Linked DNA regions of Sus scrofa: regions 1 and 2 are each linked to region 3. Evidence: chromatin contacts called from public Hi-C data. All regions are on one chromosome and are shown on one strand. Each heading gives the region's core, a stretch centred on a gene start, on an enhancer-like site or on the middle of the called end of the contact. The rest is flanking DNA. Distances are from core to core; before and after follow the strand shown.

The links. Hi-C and Micro-C count contacts between places; a contact is called where the count stands out from the background.
Region 1: a Hi-C map of liver shows a contact between it and region 3, with 2.8 times the contacts expected there. The contact joins two enhancer-like sites. A contact is called at or near these places in 3 of 47 Hi-C or Micro-C datasets (embryonic fibroblasts and liver).
Region 2: a Hi-C map of liver shows a contact between it and region 3, with 4 times the contacts expected there. The contact joins two enhancer-like sites. A contact is called at or near these places in 2 of 47 Hi-C or Micro-C datasets (liver and skeletal muscle).

The regions. Positions count from the first base shown.
Region 1 is chr7:29,265,100-29,267,799 of Sscrofa11.1, forward strand. It overlaps DST (dystonin), which reads left to right. Exons shown (of 101, transcript XM_021098579.1): 85 at 750-869. Among named protein-coding and RNA genes, the nearest start is that of COL21A1, 150 kb to the right of the region's middle. Within about 2 kb of position 1,317, at least 5 of the 83 cell types and tissues checked have an H3K27ac peak or open chromatin away from gene starts, as enhancers often do. A contact at or near this core is called in liver, where this site is marked.
Region 2 is chr7:29,206,946-29,209,794 of Sscrofa11.1, forward strand. The region is part of intron 61 of DST (dystonin); the gene reads left to right. Among named protein-coding and RNA genes, the nearest start is that of COL21A1, 210 kb to the right of the region's middle. Within about 2 kb of position 1,501, at least 46 of the 83 cell types and tissues checked have an H3K27ac peak or open chromatin away from gene starts, as enhancers often do. A contact at or near this core is called in liver, where this site is marked.
Region 3 is chr7:29,587,235-29,589,967 of Sscrofa11.1, forward strand. It overlaps COL21A1 (collagen alpha-1(XXI) chain), which reads left to right. Exons shown (of 30, transcript XM_013977769.1): 20 at 413-466; 21 at 1,621-1,674. Among named protein-coding and RNA genes, the nearest start is that of RPS18, 50 kb to the right of the region's middle. Within about 2 kb of position 1,322, at least 5 of the 83 cell types and tissues checked have an H3K27ac peak or open chromatin away from gene starts, as enhancers often do. A contact at or near this core is called in liver, where this site is marked.

The DNA of each region.
Region 1 (2,700 bases), core at 67-2,566, 320 kb before region 3:
CGTTGATTTGAGGATTTTGATAGCAGCCCTAAAGATGTGGAACTAGCTTTGCATTAAATAGGAATGTAACAGCCTCTTTTCGTGAAAAGGAATTTTCAGACTTTATCCCCCCCCCTTTCTGAAATCTCTTTCTTAACCTAGGAATTAAACACCTTAGATGTAAACCCAGATCTGTCAGGAGACAATACCAAGCCAAAAAAAGGAATTCTCTAAGAGTTTCTGTTACTTATTAAACAAAAGAAAGGGTCAGCCTTTCTACCTGCTGTGCCCTAACTGCTTCTAGGGCCATTTCTATTTTTGCTAAAGTTGATGCATTTGAATGAGTTACAATAAAGTGACCATGGGTCTTGGCCACAGAAGCCAAGCCCTAACAAGACGTTTTGTAATCTGCTGATGAAAATAGTGCTTTGTGAGTTCCTGTTGTAGCTCAGTGTCTGTGAGGACACTGGTTCGATCCCTGGCCTCTATCAGTGGGTTAAGGATCTGGTGTCGCCCCAAGCTGTGGCGTAGGCCGGCAGCTGCCGCTCCAGTTTGACCCTGAGCCTGGAAACTTCTATATGCCGCAGGTGTGGCTCTAAAAAGGAAAAAGCAAAGAAAAAATAGTCTTCCTTTTTCTTCTTTAGGGAAATTTTTGAATTAATAATTTTTAACATTTCCAGTTACTGATTTCTGTTTAAAATGTACTAGATTTCTGATACAGTGGGTACGTCTGAAAATTTCGTGTACGAAGGTGTGGGTTTCTTTTACAGTTCCATGAAGCCTGGAGTAAGCTTATGGAATGGTTGGAAGAGTCAGAAAAGTCTTTGGATGCTGAGCTGGAAATTGCCAACGACCCAGACAAAATCAAAACCCAGCTGGCCCAGCACAAGGTGGGTCTGAGTGAGCAAAGCACGTTGTGTCTATGTGTATCACTCAAGCGCTTTTTCAACTTTCTTAGCTGATTGCGTGTTTCTTCCTCACTAGAGAAAAAAGGCTGTCTATCCAGCGTGAACCTATCTTAAATTTAACAATGTCAGTTGCCCTTGACATTGGTCAGGTGGCAGGACTATGTTTACTCTCCGGGGATCTTCTGGTTATGATTCCAGGGTTAATTGTTAACACCTACAGAATGAAAACTGCAAATCTTCTACAATCTAAACCACATCAGGGCCAAACATTGGCATTTCAGTTGTTCCCAGCTGTCTTCCTTGTCGTTTCCTCCACAGACCAGGTGCCTTGCAGGAGGTAATTCTGTACTAAACCTAGTATAGATTTTGCCCTTGAGTTTCCTTTAAACAGCACAGTGGGGAAGTTTGATCGCCCCCTTCCTACGTGGGTATTAGCACATATGTGCATGAAATCTGCCCCTGCCCTTAAAGACACACAGTCACTGGCCTCCTTGTGTACACAGGGAGCTATGGAAACACTGTTACTTTATATTTTCCAACTTTTGTGTTCCTACCACATGCCACGCAAAGCGCACACCCCGCCTCCCAATTCTCCCAACTGTTTTGAATTTGGGTTTTTGTATCATTCTGTTTGTAAAGTGACATCAGCCCTTGGGGTGAGGATGTGGGTAAAAGAAGGGTGTTCCCACAAGCTGTTTTATAATGTCAGGCATCTTCGTATCAATCACGGCTCGAAACATGATAATTTCTAAAAAGCAGGGAAGAAAATGAATGATGTCTGTGTTGGCATCATCAGAAAATTCGAGGCGTCGCCTTCTGGGCCGCTTGCTTCCACCGGTGGTCTCACTGACCGCAGGGTTGTGACCCCAGGATAATGGGGGACAGGCTGAGGTCCTTTCTTTGGCCAGACGCGGCTTTAGAAGTGGCTTAGCCTATTGGCCGTGCAGTGACCGTGACCAGCTCCCTCCTCCCTCCCCCCTCCTAAAAATAGAACATTTTGTTTGAACTTGAACGTGGATGTTGTGTTATGCAGTCTGATGAAAGCACATGAAGTTAGAGAGCCCTGGAAATAAGAACAGGTAAAGCACTGTCATTTTCCCCTTTTCCTCATGTGGCCTAGTGCCCGTCACCGTTCCTCTGAGATAAGGATAAGCCCGTTTCAAAAAGAAATCTTTTCAGGTCACCTTCGGGGGACCTTTCCTTTGTCTTCAAAAAGTTTTATTCCGACCTGTACTCAGCGATCACATTTATTGTGTGTCTGCTGTGTGAAGAACATCTGTGTCAAGACCGTGAGTCTCAAACTTGCGTTCGGTTCAGCATAACATGAGACAGTGATCATTACAAAAACCGAACTACAGAAATAGTGAGATATTGTAAGGGTGTCTCTTGCCAAAAAATTCCCAGATGTAGTTGCCTCCTATTATAAAGATATGTGTGTGTGTGTATATATATATATATATATATATATAAATAACATAGTATTATTAAGACACCGAAGGTGTGTAGCTTTCTAAAGACCATTCGGTTAATTAGGTAATGGTAAGCTCGAGGTTAGTTTGGGAAATGGCACACTTGCGTAGCATGTTACTCTCTGGGGTGATTCGTATGTACCCCCAGGATTGAGAATCTCTGTCTTAGTGTTCCCTTGGCATTTTGTGAGCTTCTGAGCTGCGCTTGAAGTTGGCCCTTTTTCTTTTCATCACGGAGATGATACAAACACCGTCCACATGTAAGATGATAATAAGGGTCCTCAGAGGTAATTCCCCCTGCTCTGTAAAAGCGTATAGTTGACTTACAGAGAAGGATTACGTGG
Region 2 (2,849 bases), core at 251-2,750, 380 kb before region 3:
TTTAATAAAATAGGCCCACAGCAATTTAATCATGGCACATCCTTACAGGGCATTTTCCCAGGGCACTTCCTGCTTCCCAGCCGTACTGCACCCACCCTCTGCTCCGTCTTCTCCACTTGACGTTGTGCAGGAGAGGAGGCGCTGCCTCTCTCTACACCGGCGAGGGCTCACCGTGCCAGTGGGCAGGTAGTGAGCCCTGTGTGATGGACGGTTGAACTTATGAATGAATTATCTGTGCAGTTTTACAGGTGTACTCTTCACCTCAATGGTGAGGTTACTGGCATGGCATGACATGGCATAGAATAGAATGGAATAGAACTAGGGACCCAGAGTTAGAGCCTAAGGTGGGCTGAATGAGGGCTATTCTTCCCTGTGAAAGGTTCTGTGAGGGTCTCAGGATGTTTCAAGGAACACCCTCCTGCCCATTCCATGGAAATTTTATTATGCCCATAGCTATGAATAAGTAGCTTTCTTACCTGTCAAGATAGTGGAGGTTGGCAGGCAGGTCTTTAGTCTCTGCTAATTCCTGCCTAGTGCCTGACCATTCATACGTGATAACTGTAGGCACGTTTTTTCTTTGTCTTATAGTCTGCAGGTCAGAACAGCCTGTGTGCTCAGACACCACAGGATCCAGGGCTTGTTGAAGTACTTCTTGGCTATGAAAAGTGGGCATTGACGTGGTGAGAGCCACAGCATAATCGTATTGCTATGGATCTTTTCCCTTAGAGATGGCTATACATATTTTTTTCCAACTTAATCATGGCCACCTACTGAGGGGCATTCAATAATTTGTTGAGTGGGTATGTTACCCACAGAGTTGTGTCTGGAGATAGATTTTTTTTTTAAATTCCGTTCTTAGGTTTATAAAAATCATTTGGGAATAATCTCTCCCATGAACAGTACGAAAGTTCCTCCCCTCCTCTTGCCTGTAAAGTCATCAGAGAAAGTATACGGCGGTTTTTACTAGAACTGCGGTTTTTACTAGAACTGTCTTCACTTCGGGTCAGCAGTTTTACTTATGTCCAAATGATTATCTTGTGAGACTGAGGCAAGAAAATCTGCCTGCTGTCTTCTATTCTGGCATTGGTACTTATTTCGTAAAGAATGGATAGATTTGATCTTATTTTTAATAAAACTATGAATGCCCCTCCCTCCCCCAAAGGCTAAGATTTGGCTTGCCAGATTTATTTTCAGTCTTTTAATAGGCTGTTTGTTGAGTAGATAAAAATCTGTGGATGTGATTTTGTTTCCTTATACCCAGAGTTGCTTAACTGCTCTTGATCTTTGCCTGAGCCTGGCCATACCCACGGGGACTGCATGGTTATTAGTAATATTCACATGTGTGCGGCACCCTTAAGGATCGTGGACTCGCCTTGAACTTGGGCTTGGGGAAGAAGGACACTGCATTCCACTTGGAAGGGAGATGAAGGGAGACGCACTGTGCATCCAGATAGCAAACACTGAGAGTCCACGCCAGAGCGTGCTGGGGTGTGCTTTCCCCAGTGACCAGATCTAGCTCTGGTCCCCGTCCCTGGTTCCTAGTCCTATTCGTGGGTCGCTTCCGCCCCTGCTCGCTGGCCCCTCCCCGGCGGCCCTCCTCTCCCCTCCCCTCCCCGGTGAGCAGGTCTGCAAGCCGAGCCCAGCCCCAGCCGCCTGCTCCCCCTTCCAGGAGGGGTCTGGCTGGCGCTGATGTCACCGGCGGGCGGTGGCCTCGCCGGCGCGCAGCCTCGGGGCACCTCCCCCTGAAAGGCTCACGGGCCGGGGCCAGAGTCGGGGCCATGCCTGCAGAGCCCGGCCTGGGGAGTGCGTAGCAGCGGAGCGGGAGCCCCGGCCCTGTGGCAAGGGGCGCGCGGAGCAGATGCGCCCCGGGGAGCGCGCGGGCTCGGGGACGCCGGCCCGGCCAGAGGAGCCCCGGCCTCCTTGCTGCTGCCCGCGCCTTGGAAGAAGCCCCGAGTTCTTCTCGGCTGCAGTTGCCTCAGGTGGAACAAGTCGTCTTAAGGAGGATCAGATAAAACTCTCCGAAAATGGATTTTTTTTTTTTTTTTTTTTGAAAAAAGGGGAGTTCAGAGTCCACCATGCTTTCTGTTTACTTTAAACCGTTGCTGGATTGTGCTGGCCTGGCCGTCCAAAAGTCTATTTTCCCTCCCTTTGGATAGTTGGGAATAGCCTCGAAGAAGCTTAATATGGGAAGAAAAACTGCCTTTTGGATTGAGATTATTTATAGCTACTCCCAAAAAGAGTAAAAGGAAATTTTAACTTTCTTGCAGCGCTTGACTTAACTTATTTTTCTCCGAAGACTTGTTCTGTGCCTTCATCTGAACAGTACATGGTTGCCGCGGTTTGTCTTTTAAGTTTCTGAACCTTGGTTTATTTATAAAAGGGATGGAGTTTTGCAAGCCATCTTTAAGCGGGTTCCAGTTTGCCAGAGGGCCGCTGAAATGAACATTCAGCCCATCGAGATGCTCGCTCCTTTGGAAATTTTAATCTGGAACTCTCAGACGCAGAATTAGAATAACAAGGGAAATGGACTGACAAAAGAACGTTCTGAGTGTTTGAACCACCGTTAAGTGTGTATTTGTTTTCTTTTTTCTGTGTTCTGGAGTGTGTGAAAGGGAACTTGGGGGCGTGGGGCAGGAGAAGGACAGATCTCTGTCCTTGATGCACTTTATTTTTGAGAATCCTTCTCAAACAACCAGTGGAGGGGTGGTTGCATTTCCACTGGTGCCCTGCTGATGGCCTTAAATGCTTCGTCTCTTAAGACGTGTGTCATTCGGGGTGCACCTTTGGGCTGGAGACCCTTGATGGTCCCGTGGAGAAGCCGTGAGCTCTGCTGCAAGATGCGTGGCCTT
Region 3 (2,733 bases), core at 72-2,571:
TATTAGATTTTAACCTTTTCAAAATATTACTCAAGAAAATAGAAAATGTAAGTAAAATTGCAAGATAACATCTACGAAGAAATCTAATTCTTAGCCATTGTGACGAAAGGAAGAAAGTGAGAGTGCAGAAAAAAATAAACTTTTCTTTACATTTGTCTTTTACTAGCTCTCCAATAATTTTTTTGGTAGGTGAATTGAGCAACCAAGTTGTAAGGGCTTTGCTGGCCTTCACGCTATCTTCCATAGTTGATTCTTTATTTTCCTTTATTTGGATGTGTATAGGAAGTTTGCATTATATGCAAACATATGTTGCATTATATTTTAGTGGATTCATTATTATGGGAATTTACAACCTGAAATGGATTTAATATTCTTCTCTAAATTACTCTTGCAATCCCCAACTAACATATAGGGCTTGATGGGAAGCGATGGGCCCCCAGGTCAGCCCGGAACACCAGGACCTAAGGTAAGAAAAAGGATCCTGCACTGCACTGGGCTGGGGATTGAACCCATGCCTCAGCAAAGACCGGAGCCACTGCAATAGGATTCTTAACCCACTGCACGTTGGCAGGAATTCCTGATACCTCCTTTTTGGATAACCGTTAGTCTACCGTACTAAATTCCAGTTTTGTAAAATATTATCTAAGTGACGTCAAGGTATATTGACACAGTCAAGTCCTGTAACCTTTGGCAAGTCCTGTCGCCCCTGAGAGTTTCAGCTTGATCACTTGGAAAATTAGAAAATTTAAGCAGCCACTGTTCTATTGTACAATAATGTTGTTATGTGCTGAATGCTTTAAGTCAGTCCAACTATTATGGTCACATGTCCCCCAATGTGAGTTGAAAACGAATTTGGCTTCCTTTACTGACCAGTGAGCCCAGCTTGGCTCTGGGTGGCCACTGACCTCCCGTTCCTGGCATCACACCAATCTCTTCCATTGCGGGCTTTTGCCAGACCTTGACAAGGTTGTGATTTCAGCTGTCAAAGTGTATCTGAAAGCCAGCGACCTCTGACAGTTTATCCTGATTAGCCAGGAGGTGTGTCCTCTTTTTTAATAACCGATCCCCTTTTCCTGTCTTACATTCTCTGCCCCGTCAGCCGGTCTTGGCCTCCAAGATTCTGTGAGCAAGGACTGCGTTAGAAGCTAGACTGCTAGGGAAAAAAATCGCACAGACTAAACGTTTTCTGAAGCACGCTTCTTCCAAAATCCCACTGTGCTTTGGAGGCTAATTTTCTTTCCTTCACTGCATACAGAGAAAGTGAATCAGGGAAAGATGGAGATTCCCAGCCTAGAGGATGCCGTTTGAATACACGACTCCAGCCCGTGCAGTACCGAGACCTTGGTGGTTAGTGCTGGTCCCTAAGGATTTGAATCTCTTTCCTTAAGTGGAGCCGCCAGCCTAAAACAGGCTTGTAGAAAGCTTTATAAATATGCACATGCACTTCCTTGCTTAAAAGAATTTTTCTTAATAAGCAGGCCTCACATAGAGATTCTAAGTTTCAAGCTCTTGGAAAGTTGAAAATGTAGAAACGATTTAAATTATATTCCTTGAAGGGTCTATGTCAGATATCTGGTGACTAAACCTTTAAAAATTCAAATGGTTGTGATGCCTTGACAGGGAAATAAAGGTGAACCTGGACTCCAGGGACTGCCGGGGGCTTCTGGGCTCAAGGTAGGTGTGATATGATGTATTTGGAAATGTTTTCAAAGAATGATGAGTGCCTCCCTTATATGATGAGATTAATATTTATGTCCCTGGAGAAAAGATCCATGACCTGAAAGATTACCTCTTGTCATAAAATTAAGCTACCTGAAGGCAAATAGTGAATGTGGGCCAATTCTATCTCTGTTTTAAGGATGTTTTATCATAGTTTGAGTAATAAAGGCATGAAGGATGCTTTGATTTGGTTTTTCTAGTGTTGGTAAAAGTTGGGTGCTCCCGAGCATCCTCTCTGGTCCCGAGACCGTCTCCATCCTGTGTAGCTGAACAGAGGGGCTTTTCCCTTGATGTGATGGATGGAACTTTATTTTCAGTTTGGAACTCAGAGGCCTTCACCCCTTTCTTCTAGACCAAATGATAGACGTTTCTTTCCATCCGATTTTCAGTTCCCGTCTAGCCTTTAAAAATCTACTATAAAATTCAGCAGTTCAGGAGTAGGCAGAGTGAGCAAAGAGAACAAAACTTAGTTTCCACAGAAGAGAGTGGTTTTTATTTTATTTTATTTTATTTTATGTTTTTGTCTTTTTACGGCCACACCTGAATCATATGGAGGTTCCCAGGCTAGGGGCCCAGTTGGAGCTACAGCTGCCAGCCTATGGCTGAGTCACGGCCATAAGGGATCTGAGCCGGGTCTGCCACCCACACCACAGGTCACAGCAACGCCGGATCCTCAACCCACTGAGCAAGGCCAGGCATCGAACCCGCAACCTCATGGTTCCTAGTCAGATTCCTTTCCCCTGCGCCACGACAGGAACTCCAAGAGTGGTTTTTAATTACCATGACAGAGTTTGAGACTAGTGGTGAAACCAAGAAAGCAAAACCGAAACAGACACCATGAAGCAGGAAGCACGTACGTGGGAACATGCCTTCTTTCACAGGTTTAACATAAATATTGTTAAACATCATCATTATGTGCGTTCACATTATGCCTTTCTTATTTAAGGCTTTTAAAGGAAGGAATAATGCCCATGAGATGATAGGGAGTGGACAAGTTGAGTTACGATAACTCAG